Linked DNA regions of Zea mays: region 2 is linked to region 1. The links are chromatin contacts, called in public Hi-C maps. All regions are on one chromosome and are shown on one strand. The core of a region is the stretch at or near the end of the contact, and the rest is flanking DNA. Distances in the headings are between cores, read along the strand shown.

Evidence for each region. A called contact is a pair of places that touch in the nucleus more often than the background predicts.
Region 2: a Hi-C map of tassel shows a contact between it and region 1, with 3 times the contacts expected there. The contact joins the promoter of LOC100191826 here to the promoter of LOC103634705 in region 1. A contact is called at or near these places in 5 of 25 Hi-C or Micro-C datasets (ear, endosperm, leaf and 1 more) and 2 of 3 datasets of contacts at active chromatin or transcription factors (leaf and seedling).

Annotation. Positions count from the first base shown.
Region 1 is chr8:6,260,314-6,267,589 of Zm-B73-REFERENCE-NAM-5.0, reverse strand. It overlaps LOC103634705 (zinc finger CCCH domain-containing protein 3), which reads left to right and starts at 4,908. Exons shown (of 5, transcript NM_001353228.1): 1 at 4,908-5,053; 2 at 5,208-5,287; 3 at 5,391-5,469; 4 at 6,703-6,804. The coding sequence starts at 4,918. LOC100282499 (glycogen synthase kinase-3 MsK-3) reads left to right here. Exons shown (of 12, transcript NM_001353227.1): 4 at 161-220; 5 at 375-647; 6 at 824-898; 7 at 988-1,185; 8 at 1,283-1,333; 9 at 1,418-1,513; 10 at 1,606-1,689; 11 at 1,777-1,879; 12 at 2,003-2,120. The coding sequence ends at 2,085.
Region 2 is chr8:6,392,254-6,399,486 of Zm-B73-REFERENCE-NAM-5.0, reverse strand. It overlaps LOC100191826 (50S ribosomal protein L3, mitochondrial-like), which reads left to right and starts at 5,434. Exons shown (of 5, transcript NM_001137250.2): 1 at 5,434-5,829. The coding sequence starts at 5,473. LOC109941678 (a long non-coding RNA gene) reads left to right here. Exons shown (of 3, transcript XR_002264409.1): 3 at 242-718.

The DNA.
Region 1 (7,276 bases), core at 3,659-6,158:
TGAATCTAATAATTGAGAGTCAAGACCATAATTTAATGTCCTTCTTTTGCATATTGCCAATATATCCATGTTGCTAACTTATAAGATTGTGGAGTTGTTCTGATCAGTTTTGTCAGATTCTTTTTGTATAATAATGTGTATTTATTGGTTGCATTTGCAGACAGTGAGCTACATGGCTGAGCGCATTGTAGGTCAAGGTTCTTTTGGGATCGTCTTCCAGGTTATTTGCAATAACTTGTGACTGACTTTGATATGTACTATTATGTAGCCGCCTGTGGTGTTGCTTTCCACGGCGCTGCACATGTTTTAGATCTTCATATCTTGCGTGCTATAAATCACCTTTCTTAATCAGATGCCATTTCACCTGTTCATAGGCTAAGTGTTTGGAGACGGGTGAGACTGTTGCCATAAAGAAGGTTCTTCAGGATAAGCGTTACAAGAACCGCGAGTTGCAGACCATGCGCCTTCTTGACCACCCTAATGTTGTTGCTTTGAAGCATTGCTTCTTTTCAACTACCGAGAAGGATGAGCTTTATCTGAACTTGGTCCTTGAGTATGTGCCGGAGACAGTTCATCGAGTTGTGAAGCATCACAACAAGATGAACCAACGCATGCCACTTATTTATGTGAAGCTGTATATGTACCAGGTAATGGTTTGTCCTGTTCCTTTTTGCTGTTGTTTTAATTATACCTTAAAGCTTATGTTTTGGGCCCTGTTTGATGTTGAAACTAACAAACATATTTCATTTCGCCTAAATATTGTCTGCTCCAATGAATGTGCTAGTTCTTTTTCAATATTTGATATTATATTGGATTTTGGCAGATATGTAGGGCATTGGCTTACATTCATGGCACTATTGGTGTCTGCCACAGAGATATTAAGCCACAAAACCTTCTGGTATGCTGGAAAATCTGCTATTTTGCTACTGTATCTTTTTGTAAAGAAATGATTTGTACTTTGAAATTGATGTTCAAACTTCACTACAGGTGAACCCACACACCCACCAGCTTAAACTATGTGACTTTGGCAGTGCAAAAGTTCTGGTCAAGGGGGAACCAAACATATCGTACATCTGCTCCCGATACTATAGGGCTCCAGAGCTCATATTTGGTGCCACTGAGTATACCACAGCGATTGACATTTGGTCTGCTGGATGTGTTCTTGCTGAGCTTATGCTAGGGCAGGTAAGGTGTCTCAAATTTTTATTGCCATTTTAAAAAAGGTTTTCAAGCCAACAAGGTCCTTTCAGTTCACACTGTCTTACAAGAACTATTTGGACAGCCTTTGTTTCCGGGTGAAAGTGGTGTGGACCAACTTGTTGAAATCATCAAGGTAATTGTCGGTTCTACAAGCTTGTGAATTGTCTTCTATAGAAGCATAAAATCTGATCACCCCTAAAATGATTTTGTATGGCAGGTCCTCGGTACGCCAACAAGGGAAGAAATTAAATGCATGAACCCAAATTACACAGAGTTTAAGTTCCCACAAATCAAAGCACACCCATGGCACAAGGTGCTCAAATCTTTCTACATTTTGTTACAATACTCTAAGAAAACTGTTACTGTTGTGTTACTAATTTACTTTTTGTACATTTTATCTTTCAGGTATTCCACAAAAGGATGCCGCCAGAAGCTGTTGATCTGGTCTCTCGGCTACTCCAGTACTCCCCAAATCTGAGATGCACTGCTGTAAGTGCATGCCATTGTACATTATACATGATGGAAATACCCCTGTTGACTTTGGTTTTCTAAGATCTTCATGAATGTTTTGTCCAGATGGAGGCACTTGTTCACCCATTCTTTGATGAGCTTCGAGATCCTAATACTCGCCTTCCAAATGGTCGCTTTTTGCCACCACTATTCAATTTCAAGCCTCACGGTATGTTTCATGCCTACATAATTCAACATCGTTATCATAGCTGCTACAACCAGGTAGCAGTGTAGTACTAAGTTTGTTCTTTGTATATCACCACCTTACATGCTCGCCACCTCTGTTCTGCAGAACTTAAAGGAGTCCCATCAGACATTGTCGCGAAATTGATTCCAGAACATGCAAAGAAGCAATGCTCCTATGTTGGATTGTGAAATGACCGCGCCTTGAGACTGGAACCTGTGGTTGCAATTGTGAATTTCCCCTGGGATGTTTGACGATCTGAGGCATGCGAGCCTGTTGTTGAAGATGCAAGGTTACGTACTTGTACGACAATGTGACCTGTGTAGCTGAGTAGTCTATGTCGCAGTGACATGTAACGGCACCCCCCTTCCTACTAACTGACGCTTACTCGAGATTGCCATAGTTGATCTTGTAATTTGTTATAGAGCAGTATGAATGTATTTATGGTAGCTTGAATCTATGTATGGATTCACTTCGTTTTTCCATGTTTCCTTGTCTCCAGACCCAGATTGCTACCGTATTGTTTCAGAATTCCTAGCTACCTGTTGCCTATTGAGTATTGACTACCAGCTTGCACTTGTCTGTTATTGCACTGGCTGTGGAATCAGCTGTTGATTTTTGCCACAATATTTTAGTTCAGATGTACTCCCTATTCTAAAAAGAATGTGAAATCTTACTAATAGAATAGACTACTTTTTTTAGAATTTCTTTCCATTTTGAGGAATTAAAATCTTACTAATAGAATAGACTACTTTTTTTTAGAATGTGACATTACACCACTTTCTAAAGTTATCATATAAGCCTATCTCATTTATGGGGTGAGAGATGAAAATTGATTATATAGATTTACATACTGTTTTTCCGATGTACAATTTATAGCACACCCTTCTACTTGCTTCGCTATAACATAAATGTAGTATATAACTATCTCTTTCATGTGATTTAAGATAATATATAAATATATTACATATATAAATATATGAACTTAATTAGTTTTATCTAAATTATAACTATTAAAATAAAATTCAATTTCAACGAAACAAACGGGGCCTTGATTAATTATAAAATGTATTTTTGTAATAAGTTGATTTAAAGCTATAATGTAAATACTATTTACTAGAAACTTGGTTAAATATGAATTAGTTTAACTAACGAGTTTAATTGGCATACCACTTATAGTTATATTCTTTGAGACGGAGGGACGAGTACGTTGTTCGATCGGTCTGGAAGTATGCTGACTTGATCGTTCTTACCAGAAAGTTGCATTATTGCAGCGTTTGAGACGACTGACGAGGAAATGTGACACGCAGATGCTACTCAGTGCTTGGCAGGACTGCATTCCAAGTGGTCCTTCTGGGGAGAGAGGAATCATAGACTGTAGCTCCGGTTTCTTGAAAAAAAACGGTTCCCGTGAAATGGCAGGTATGGTTCTCCGGTTCCTTTGAAAACTACTCTTTGTAAAATGAAGTATGCTTGGCTCTATCGAAGTTAGCTGTTGTTAACAGCCATACCAGACAGGTTCTTTCAGTGTCCGGTTAGATTTTGAGGCGTCGAGGGTTGTTTGGTTGAGAAGTGGAGAGTTCCTTTAGAGTGTGTTTAGTTGAGAAGTGGAGGAAAATGGATCGACTATATTCCTATTTTTTTTATGTTTAGTTTCCAAGAAAAGCGGAGCAGAGCGGCTCCTGAAGTTTTAGAAATTTACCATAAATAGTTTAAATGCTCCCGCTCCGTCAAAACGAACATACACGAGCGCTCTCCTCCCTCTACTTCCTTCTACAACCGTATGTCTTTCCAATCAAGCAAAGAACGGAGTAGCTCTGCTCTATTCTACTCTTAACCAAACAAAAAAATGAAGTGACTCTGTTCTGCTTGTCAAATGCGAAATAGAATGATTCTATTCTAAAAAATTGGAATAGAGCCGCTCCAACCAAACTAACCTCACTCGAGGGACTAAAGTTTAGTCTTTACTCTATTTGATTCCAAGGACTAAAAGTATTCATAACATATTAAATGACTTGAAAACTAAAATGTTCTTAACATTCTTCCGCCATTAGCATAACTAAAATAAACTAGGGATAAGTGAAATTAATATGGACTAAAACAATTTGGTCGCTGTTTTATTCCCATATTTGACAATTTAGAAATTAAATAAAACTAAAATAGATGGATTAATTTTTAGTTCCTCAAACAATTTTTTCTAACAATTTTCGATGGACTAAGTTTAGTCATTTTTCATAAGAAATTAATATGGACTAAGGGCCTGTTTGTTTACCCCTCAGATTATATAATCTGGATTAAATAATCCTAAGAGGCAAACAAACAGTCTAGCTTATTTGTCGAGATTATATAATCTAACTCCTGGATTATGATAATCCATAAGCAAGTGAGGAGGTGCTTATTTCAGATTATTTTTTTCCACTTCTCCACTACCCTTTCAAGTTTCCTAGAAATTACCCACCATTGCCATTATAACCCACCATTGGCATTCTTGTCTTCCTCATACAAAAGAATCCTATTAACAACTCAAATAATCTGGATAAACAAACAGGACTACTCAGATTATATAATCCAGATTATATAATCCAGATTATATAATCCTCCAAAAATAATCCAGATTATATAATCCATGGGGGTAAACAAACAGGCCCTAAAGCAGTTTAGTCACTGTTCCCACGTTCGACAAGCTGCAATCGAGTGTCGGACTGTTCAACTACAGATGTTTATTTGGTTGTGCCTCTATGGTTTTGGAGGGAATAATTGGTATCCTGTCTCCCCGCTATTATGCCATCTCTATTATGTCATCTGTATTTTGTGTGTCTATCTATGTCGATAATTTATAAATCTATCTATATCTATGATTTGTGAGTCTAATGCTAAATTTTTGAAACCCATCAGTAATAATGACAAAATAGTAAATCTCTTGGTTTTGGCTAGGCTTCGGATTAGCAAAGGAAATTCTCAGTTTTTGTAAAAAATCGTGTGGAAATTCTCAGTAGAGACCAGAGCTGCCAACACCCAACACGATGCCCTTGGGGAAGTACTACTGCGACTACTGCGACAAGCAGTTCCAGGACACCCCCGCCGCCCGGAAGCGCCACCTCCAGGGCGTGCAGCACCAACGCGCCCGCGCCCTCTGGTACGACTCCATTCGCCACCAAGGTCAGCCGGGAATCCTCCCCTCTTCCCCTCCCCCGTCCCGGTCGTCGCTTCCTCTGCTCTCTGGTTGGCGCGTTTCGTCGAATACCGTGTCTGCCACCGCGCCCGGGTCCGCTCAGTTCTTTCCGGTTGACTCCTCTCTTTCCTTCGTCCGCAGACCAGCATGGCGGCGCTTCCTCCCTCCTCCTGCCTGACGGCACCCTCGCCAAGGGCATCTGTCACCACTTCGTCCGCACGGTGAGTCATCTCACGTTGCGTCGGTAACTTATTATAGTCGCTGCCTCACATGCACCAAGAGTAGGCCACTCTGAATTTTGAGGTCAATCTCTTCGTGCTGCAGGGGGCTTGCAAGTATGGGGATTCATGCAGATACTTCCATCCGAAGCCAAATGGTGTCAATCCAGCATTAGCTGCACCAGGTAAGGCCTTCTTCAGTTATTCCTATTCGACATGGATTGGATGGGACCGGAAGAACTTATGAAGAATTTGACTTGCTATGGATTCAAACACATCCAATCCCGTCTAATCCATATGGATTGTGATCAAAACGAACAGACTCTAAGGGTGCAACTTACGAGCTGTTTGAACATCTACTCATAAGTATCCATCGAGTTGTACTTGTATGTTGCATTTGGGCTAGATTCTATTTGAATGAAACATCTCCTGAAGGTCACATGTTCCTACATTTGATTTATCACAAATAACGTGTCTTTTGAGCAACAGACACAATAATTGATTTTAGATGATATATGTGCCCTATTTGAGCAACGGACACAGTAATGAATTTTAGATGATTTCTGTGCCCTCTGCGGAACCAAGCAGGACTTTTGGGTGTCACATACTTCTGCCTCAAGGAAATAATTGTCTGTACACAAATCTGCTGGAGGGTAGGAACATTTAGCCTTTTCCCCTCTCAAACACACAAGAGAGGTGTATATCATTATATTAAAAAGAAGTAAGGTGTCTAAGCGATTCATACAGCCCCTTAAAGGCTTTGTCTGGGTACTCTACTACTCTAGTATTTGCCTCAATACACAAACAAAGCCTAAGGGCTAACTTACACCCTAATCCACCCCAATCCATGTGTATTGAGGTAAATACTAGAGTAACCAAATAAAGCCTAAGGGCTTGTTCGGTTATTTCCGTTCCATGTGGATTGGAGGGGATTGTGTGATATTGAGATGGATTTTAACTTATTATGAATTTAAACCGACTCAATACCATGCAATCCACATGGAATCATGTCAAAACGAACAAGCCTTAGGGCTTGTTCGTTTTGCTATTAAACCATGTGGATTGGGTGGGATCGAGTTGGTTTAAATTCATAGCAAGTCAAAATACATCTCAATCCCACCCAATCCACTTCAATCCACGTGTAATTGAAATAACCGAACAAGGCCTTAAACGGGCATGATCCCAATACAGCAAGGAGCCTTTAGCCTTGTTAGGTATAAATTGTTAGGTATGACTAATTATTTTGAATGCAACAAAGCTTACATTTACAATTACTATTGATAACACATGATGCTATTGCTTATAACTTGGAGAAACATTTGTTATTGGTTCTGTCAGCACTAAAAAAGATACTGAGTTTAAGTTGGTTTAGTCCATGGATAGACCTCATATGTTTCTAATAATTTTGTATTATTCAGGGCTTGGGTCTGGGCCTGCACCCATGGTGCAGCAGTCTGATATTATTGGGAACCAACCCAATTTTGTTGTATACCAGGGAGTAGACATAAATTCTTCCTCAGGTCGGTGATCTTTTTATTGCATGAGATTCTTATCAAACACAATATTGTTATAGTTAACTGTATGATTGCATGCCTAATCTAGAAATTACTAGTTGGATTTTGCTTCATAAACAATTAATTTTCTGCATTCTATTTAATGCGTAGAGATTGTTTACAATATTCTTTATAAAGCTCCAACCTAAACGAAAACAATGAATATAAAAATTTAAGAGTTATGTATGCCACCCACTCAGTCAAGTGTTCACAAACATATGCCACCGTTGATTTTTCAAAAACTTTGACCATTCGTTTTATTAAAAAATGAGTTATCATTTATTTTGTTGTGATTTGTTTTATCACTCAAAATCTTTTGAGCGTGACTTAATTTTATATTTTCGAATAAATATTTTAAATAAGACGAGTGATTAAAGTTATTGAAAAAGTCAACAGCGTCATATATTTGTGAATGGAGGTAGTAGTAAATATATGAAAA
Region 2 (7,233 bases), core at 4,185-6,684, 130 kb before region 1:
CTTTCTCTTTGGGTTTAGTAATCTTGATCCACTTGATTAAATGTTACCTTTTCTTTCAACCAACCAATTTTGCTGTGAAAAGGAAAAAAGAAAAAAAGGTTTGGTTAATTCTGTCATGCTCCTTGATATGGTTCTGTAACATATTTCTGCAATGCTCCTTTATTTAGTTCTTTACTTTTTTGTTAGGATATGAGGTGTAGCGATACAATATGTCTACTAACAGAGTTTGTGTTCTTGATAGTTCATTTAGGATTGAATGAAGTTACTGGTGTGACCTTGTCGAGACTGAAGTAAGGAGGGATAGAGCTAAAAACTCTCTTGACAGTAAGGTATGATCTTCATGCTCAGGGATTTTTGTTTGAGGTGCTTGGTTGTTTCTTTTCTATGAATGTTCTGTGAATGCTTGTAAGCTGGTAACCCTAGAAATACTCATGTTAAGCTTTCAATATCAGCTGGACCGTTTGGTCCTTGGTCTAAAAGGATTAAAGTCAATGAGTTATTTCTTCTCTGTGCACCTCCTCTTCGTGTATCAGTGGTGATGCCGCAATGACAAAAGATGGATAAAGTAGTATTAGAAGGGGACAAGGATTCATGGACTCAAATTGATACCTCATCCCAGATACCAGTATTTCAATCCCTAAGTTGCCAGAAAAAATAGATATGTCAGAAAGGCGTTGATGTTAAAAATAGTATAACAGAATGAAAACAGGAAATAAAGAAAAAAAACCTTGCTGTTGCAAAATAAGTAAAAACAAATACAATACTTTGACTGGTTACATAAGTGCAAGAGAAACAAAAGTTGGTAATTAGTTCTAATTATTTGTCAAAGATTACTTGAAAGGTTATAAAAGATTCAGATATTGCAGCAGTCTTCAGTGTAAGGTTTCAAAAGACATCTCAAACCTGCTAATACGAGATTATAGGTGGTAGGTGCTCAAAAGACCAACTCCTATAATCTAGCACCTATAATCCAAGGCTCCAAACAACCCAGATTATTTTAACCAATAATCCAGATTATTATAATCCCATTCACAATCTGAATCTTTTATAATCCAAAGGTGATCCGCACAGCCACTAAAAAACAACTGTCAATTCAAAAATTATAAATAGAAGATTTCACTATTCAGAGGATAACACACCTCTGGCCGAAATACATTGGAATTATTCAAGGTCAGCATTCCAGGTTGACTATATTAGAAGAGGAAAAAGGCCTGGTGTGATATCAAGGCTCTGTCGGTCTTCATTGTGCACAACATCGGCAATACATGGCATCCAATCGTCGTCGTTGACGGTGAAGATGGGGTGTGGCAGGGCGAGGACCCTCTCGACATTGTCGTTCCTTGTCGTTCAGATTGTCGTCATACTCACTTTAACACAGGGCTTGCTTTCCCGCTCAGGCCGCTGCGCCAACATAAAGTTGCAGTCGAGATTCTGGTATATATATGGTTTAAGTTCTGTTGTCCGTAATGTTGTCTATTAACCTATCAGCATTCAACATTTGGTTGTAGAACCCTCATATTATAATTTTATAAATGAACTCCTAACAATTTTCTCATCTTTAATTGTTCAACCCTTTGACTTCTCTACCTACCTGACTTTTTTTATACATTTACTAGAAGTTGTGATATCCATCACTGTCAAGAACTAAAACATATGCTAGAGTGATTTCTGATGGAAAAGTGAACCAAACAAGTGCTCAATCTCGAAGATCTAAGTGTACTGGCCTAAAAGTAAAAAATTACTACATGCCGCTAAATTTCTCTTCAAAGATACATATACATGCTTTTGATTGCATATCTGTTGAACAAACATGCCATGTGAATAGTGAAAAGGACTAACATGAACTGGACAGCCTTCCAACATACATGGAAAGTTTGATGAAGAGCCATAGTCTTGGCAGCACTTATGCAAACACCAAGATGCTAATTTTACCATATTATTCTATATATGGAATTACACCTTACTATGCTTAGATGCCATTTTGTGAAACACCTGATTCTTATTGTTTTGCCTGCAGTGCCGAACTGATAAGATTGTCTTCAAGCTTTTCGATAAAGTTCCCAGTGACTTACCTCCAGTTTTGCGGTCGCAGATAAATTATGCATTCTCTCAGCGTGCCACAAGAAAATATATCCTGAACCTAACACTTAAATCCTGATTTTTCAGATTCTTGGTTGGTTGTCGAGTAGCCCATCTGATATAGAAAGCCATATTAGACCTGACTGTATTATTCTAACTGTATATGTTCGGTTAGTTGAGTCTGCATGGCAAGAGGTACGCGTACGCCTCCTTTCTGAATTCACATGGCATGTTTGTCTTGAAACATGTTAAACACCACAAATGCAAGTTTGGTCTGTGTTTATGTTTCTGCTTCTGGTGTTTTTTCTTAAAAAATAATTGTCTTTACTGTGTGGCCAGGGAAGGTGCGATATTGCCTCAATATAAGTGAAGATGAGTACAGGAAGACCATTAAAGTAAATGTGATAAGACCTTGGTTCCTAATGAAGGTGATTGCAAAATAATCTATTGTGTTTTTTATCTAGATTATTGGTGCTGAGGGAGGATTATATCCAGGTGCTACAACATATGGTAACAGCTTGGGAGCCACCAAACCTGTATACACTTAGGTCAGCAGGCAGAAGCTCTTGAAATGTTTGTTCAGAGAATCTTCAGTTTCAATAAGTCGTGTTTGATGGTTGAGATGACTGCATTGCACTTTATGGATTAGAATTTTTTGAGTTCAGAGAACTTTAAGGTTTATTTCATCTAGCAATGGCGCCACACTATATGTTCATCGAGTACCTAATGTGATATCAAGACTCATTATCGAATCTAAGATATATGTTTGCAATGTGTCTGAGCTGGTATCCATGATGTGTCTTCCTTTTGGTACAGATCTACATGATAATAACATGCAGTTATTGACCACCCTTCATTGGTGTTCTAAAACGCCTCTAATGTCTAAGTTGTCACCCTCAGAGCAATTAGTCCGTTGTTGGCTCATAGCAAGGCTAATAATACATCTATTAACTCGGTAGTTTTTGTGTAGTCCATCTGTAATCCTTTCATTTTTCATTATTAATACATGGCTCAGTTAGTTGTCTCTTACAAAGTAGCTAGCTTTAAGCAGCTTCAGCAATCAACTTATGACCTAGCTCTAAGCAATTTTTATATGTAAGTTTAGGGCAGTTCCAACAATCTGACTTATTAGCTACCTCTAAGAATTTTGTATATTTTAATAGAAGAGAGTGGATTTTTAATTTTAATAGAAATGAGTGGAATACTATTTTAGGTGGAAGGATATAAATACTAAGTTTCAGGTTGAAGTGGTTTAATATAAACATGACGGATTACATCTTCTTAATCTTCTTCTCATTTCTACTCTAAAGTATGAGTTTTTTTTAAGAAACCGCAGGAGAACTGCGCATCTTATATATTAGAGAGGAAAAAAAACATTACAATAGAGGAGAAGTTGCAGAGCAACTCTCCCAAAAATCCCTATAAACCCTAAGGTGATTACAGATTGTTGCTGAAACTTGACCCGACCATGCCCAGGGCAGCAACTGAGCCCAAGCTCCTTCACCTAAAGTATGAGTTTTCATCGTCGTGCGTCACACGCGTAGTGGTGTAGATCTATTTCGTCCCCCTCTCCTCCACCTAACCGATAGAAAAAGATAATCATGCTTATGGAAAAGACTTATCTTAAATATAATCTAACTTATGGATAAGACATCTTGATCTATTCCTTCCCTCTCCCCCCGCGGCACCTGCCTAAGTCTTATCTCGTCGGAAACAAACAACACGCTATAAATCCTGGCCCTAAGCCAGCAGATAGACACTCCCTCACCGAACCCAAGATAAAGAAGTTACGTCATCCTCTCCTCCCCATTAATTCACGATTTCCTTGGATTCACTGGAGCATATGTGTGCCTCTTCCACTGTGACCGTACAAGGAGATGAAGAACTAGATGTTGGGCGCGACAATTGCGAAGCACACAGGAGCTAGGAACGAGGACGCGAGCGATCTGGGAACGGACAGGCTAACGCGATCACGGATGGCGAGGATGCGCGACTCGAATTTGTCCACTCGAGACCAGAGGAGAAGCGGGATGGCGATGACAACGCCGATAATGTCGACGCGGGAGACCGATGCCGGAGAGAAGGGTGAGGTCCACAATATGTGTTGTTTATTTTCATGTAACAATTGTGCACCGACATTTCAAATCCCTTTGGCACAAGGGCTCGTAGCAGTTCATGTCCTCACCAGTTTGGCGTCTTCATCAACTCCAAAACATAGCAAGAGATCTTCTACAAATTTGAGATGGCAGTATGTTTAGATGTGTTTGGATAAAATGGTTACTGTTTGTTTATGACCGTCTCGGGCATAGTGAAAGAATCAAGAATCAGCCTAGCTTGATTGGTTCAAGGCGCAGAGCAAACATGTCCTTAGACCAGAAAGTACTGAACCTTATTATTTTGGTAGCTTAAATCGTTAGTACTTAGTTTTTTGGGTGCTATTTTGTTGGTAAAATGAAGCCTTGAGTACGAAGACACAGGACAATCGTTAGTACTATTTTGTTGGTAAAATGAAGCTTTCAATAAAATGGATGGCTGCTCACTTCTATTTTTATTGCTCTCGCAATTCCAATTTCCACTTGTGTGAATGACCAAGTGATGATGCTATCGCAGATGGTGTGGCGTGAGCCTACAATTTCACTATAGTTATGAAAACTGATCAGTCAACTCAATGATGATGAATCATACGATACTTTTTTTACTTCAGCACGTTCTTTGATAGGGGATGAATTTGCATGCGATGTTATGAACTACAGGCGGAGGTGAGTAGTGGGAGCGTTTGCGTATTAAAGTGCACTGCACTACAATACTTGTTTTCGGATGTTAAGCATTTACTTTAGCTTAATCAATCTTGTAGTTTTTTTAATGTTATCTTTGTCGTCAATGCAAGAGGATCTCCATTGTGTTTCGTAAGATAAGAGCCACCAAGCACCTGTTTGGCTTTGTGTAGAACTTCACGCTCATCCTATCCCAGATACTTCTATCCTTATACGGATGATGGTGCCTAGCAACAATAATAGTCTGTCATCGATCCGGACGAGTAGTCATAGATCTCCCTCAACAATTTATGTGTCGTCGCAACGCACGGGCACCTACCTAGTTCTAAATTAAGACGCTAAACCTAATTTGGTACTCGCGTTGCAGCACTCAAATTCTCAAAAACAGAAATCGTAAAAGCGGAAACCCCTGTAGACTCCAGGGCTCCAGGCCCACTAGCAAGTGAGCCCGCGTGCGCGCTCGCTTTGCCCGCATTGGGCGCGATTCATTCCCCTCGTGGGCTCCCAGTTCAGTAAACCCTACGCCCTGCGGCACACACCCATCTCGCCGCGCCGCCGCGTAAACCCCACCCGAGCCCATCTCGCCCTCGCGCCTCCCCGCCCTCGCGCAGGCGCAACAATGGCGGCCGCCTCGAGGGGCCTGCTCGCGCGCCTCCGTGTCCTCTCACTCTCCGGCGGCGGGAGCCCGTGGCTCCGCTTCCCGCCTTCCCGGCTCTTCTCCGCGGAGGCCTTCGTCTCCCATTCCGATGACGACGACGCTGGGGGCGAGGGAGGAGGCGGGGGCCGGATCATCGAGGCACGGTCCGGGGTGATGGGCCCCACCTCGCGGCGCACCGGCGTCATCGGCGTCAAGTGCGGGATGTCGGCGATGTGGGACAAGTGGGGCGCCAAGGTGCCCATCACCGTCCTCTGGGTCGACGACAACGTTGTTACCCAGGTCAAGACCGCCGAGAAGGAGGGTTTCTTCGCCCTACAGGTGCTACACGAAATTTCCCCGAGTTCTCTCTGTGAAACGTGTTCCACCGAAACAAATGAAACATTGATCGGCTGCTGGTTCGGTTCACTCGCTTGACTTGAAAACAATGATGTCTCTTAAACCTGGATGATAATGGCTGAGATATTGTAAATTATTGTTTTAGATCAGTCATATATTGTTGATTCAGCATTTCTCAATATTTACTACTTTAAAGCAGTAGGTTAGTTAACTTTTAATGGGAAATGGCAAAGTATCCCACATTCACTTGTATTTTGATAAGTTTTGTTGCAAATGCCTAGGCCCTAGTTGATTCTGTTGCAAAAGCTAGTCCACAGAGCATAGGATCAGCAGATTCTGCCAGTCTTTGCCCATGTGGAGCCACTAGTAAAGCTTGTTCTGGTGCTTGGACCATGTTGTGGTGATTTTTTTTTTTTTTTTTTTTGCAATAGCATAAACTGATGGATGTAATGAAATGTGGGGCTTGTATTTTTAGAGTATCAAACTTTTATAAAGAATGCATCAGGCACTCCAGGATAGCAAAAGCAGGGGGAATCAGCTTGTTTCATATTGGTGGGATGGTTTCTGCTACAACCGAGTTGGGTAGTGGTGGGTCTTTGCAACAAAATGTTTTATGTGGTGGTATTCCAAACGAATGAGAAACATGGGATTGTCTTTCCAATTTTCCATGTTTCTGAACTCATGCGGCAATGCTCTGGTTATGGCTATTCCTGCAGTGCCTACCAAAAGAACTACAAAAAATAAAGGAAGATAAATGAGTACAATGGTAGTTCTTTTAGTTTGGTGGTGTTAAATTTTCTTTTGTTCTTGTGCCATTTCACTCTCTTCATCAACAAAATATCGGTATATGCAAGTTATTCTATCAACATAATCCTTGATCATTTTTACTGCCAAGGGGTTCATAAGTCAATTGTGACAATTTAACTGGAGCTAAGTTTTGGTAACCGCTAACCATAAAGCATCTCATAAACTTTCACCATGAATAAGCCACTAGTAAGTAGGGATGGCAATGAGCACAGTTATGGGTAAATAACCGCAGTTATTTATCCGTCGGGTACGGATATGGTGGATTTTCGTATCCGCAGGTACGGGTATGGTTACTATAAGGTATCCACGTGTAAAAATTTCGTGGGCATGGATATACGGTATCCATATCCGTCACCCGATGGACATATGACATGTGGGTCCCAGTTTTCATAATCCCTAAGCGGCAGGCTCCTCATCTCCTTGTCAGCCACTCAGCCTCCTCACTTCCTCAGCCCGTGAACTAGGCACCAGCTGCTCGGCCTCCCTACCGCACAGCCCACACGGACACAGAAACACACGGACAAGGACATGGGCTCGTTAACCCTAGCCGCTGCTACTCTAGGTGCCACTGTGCCGCCG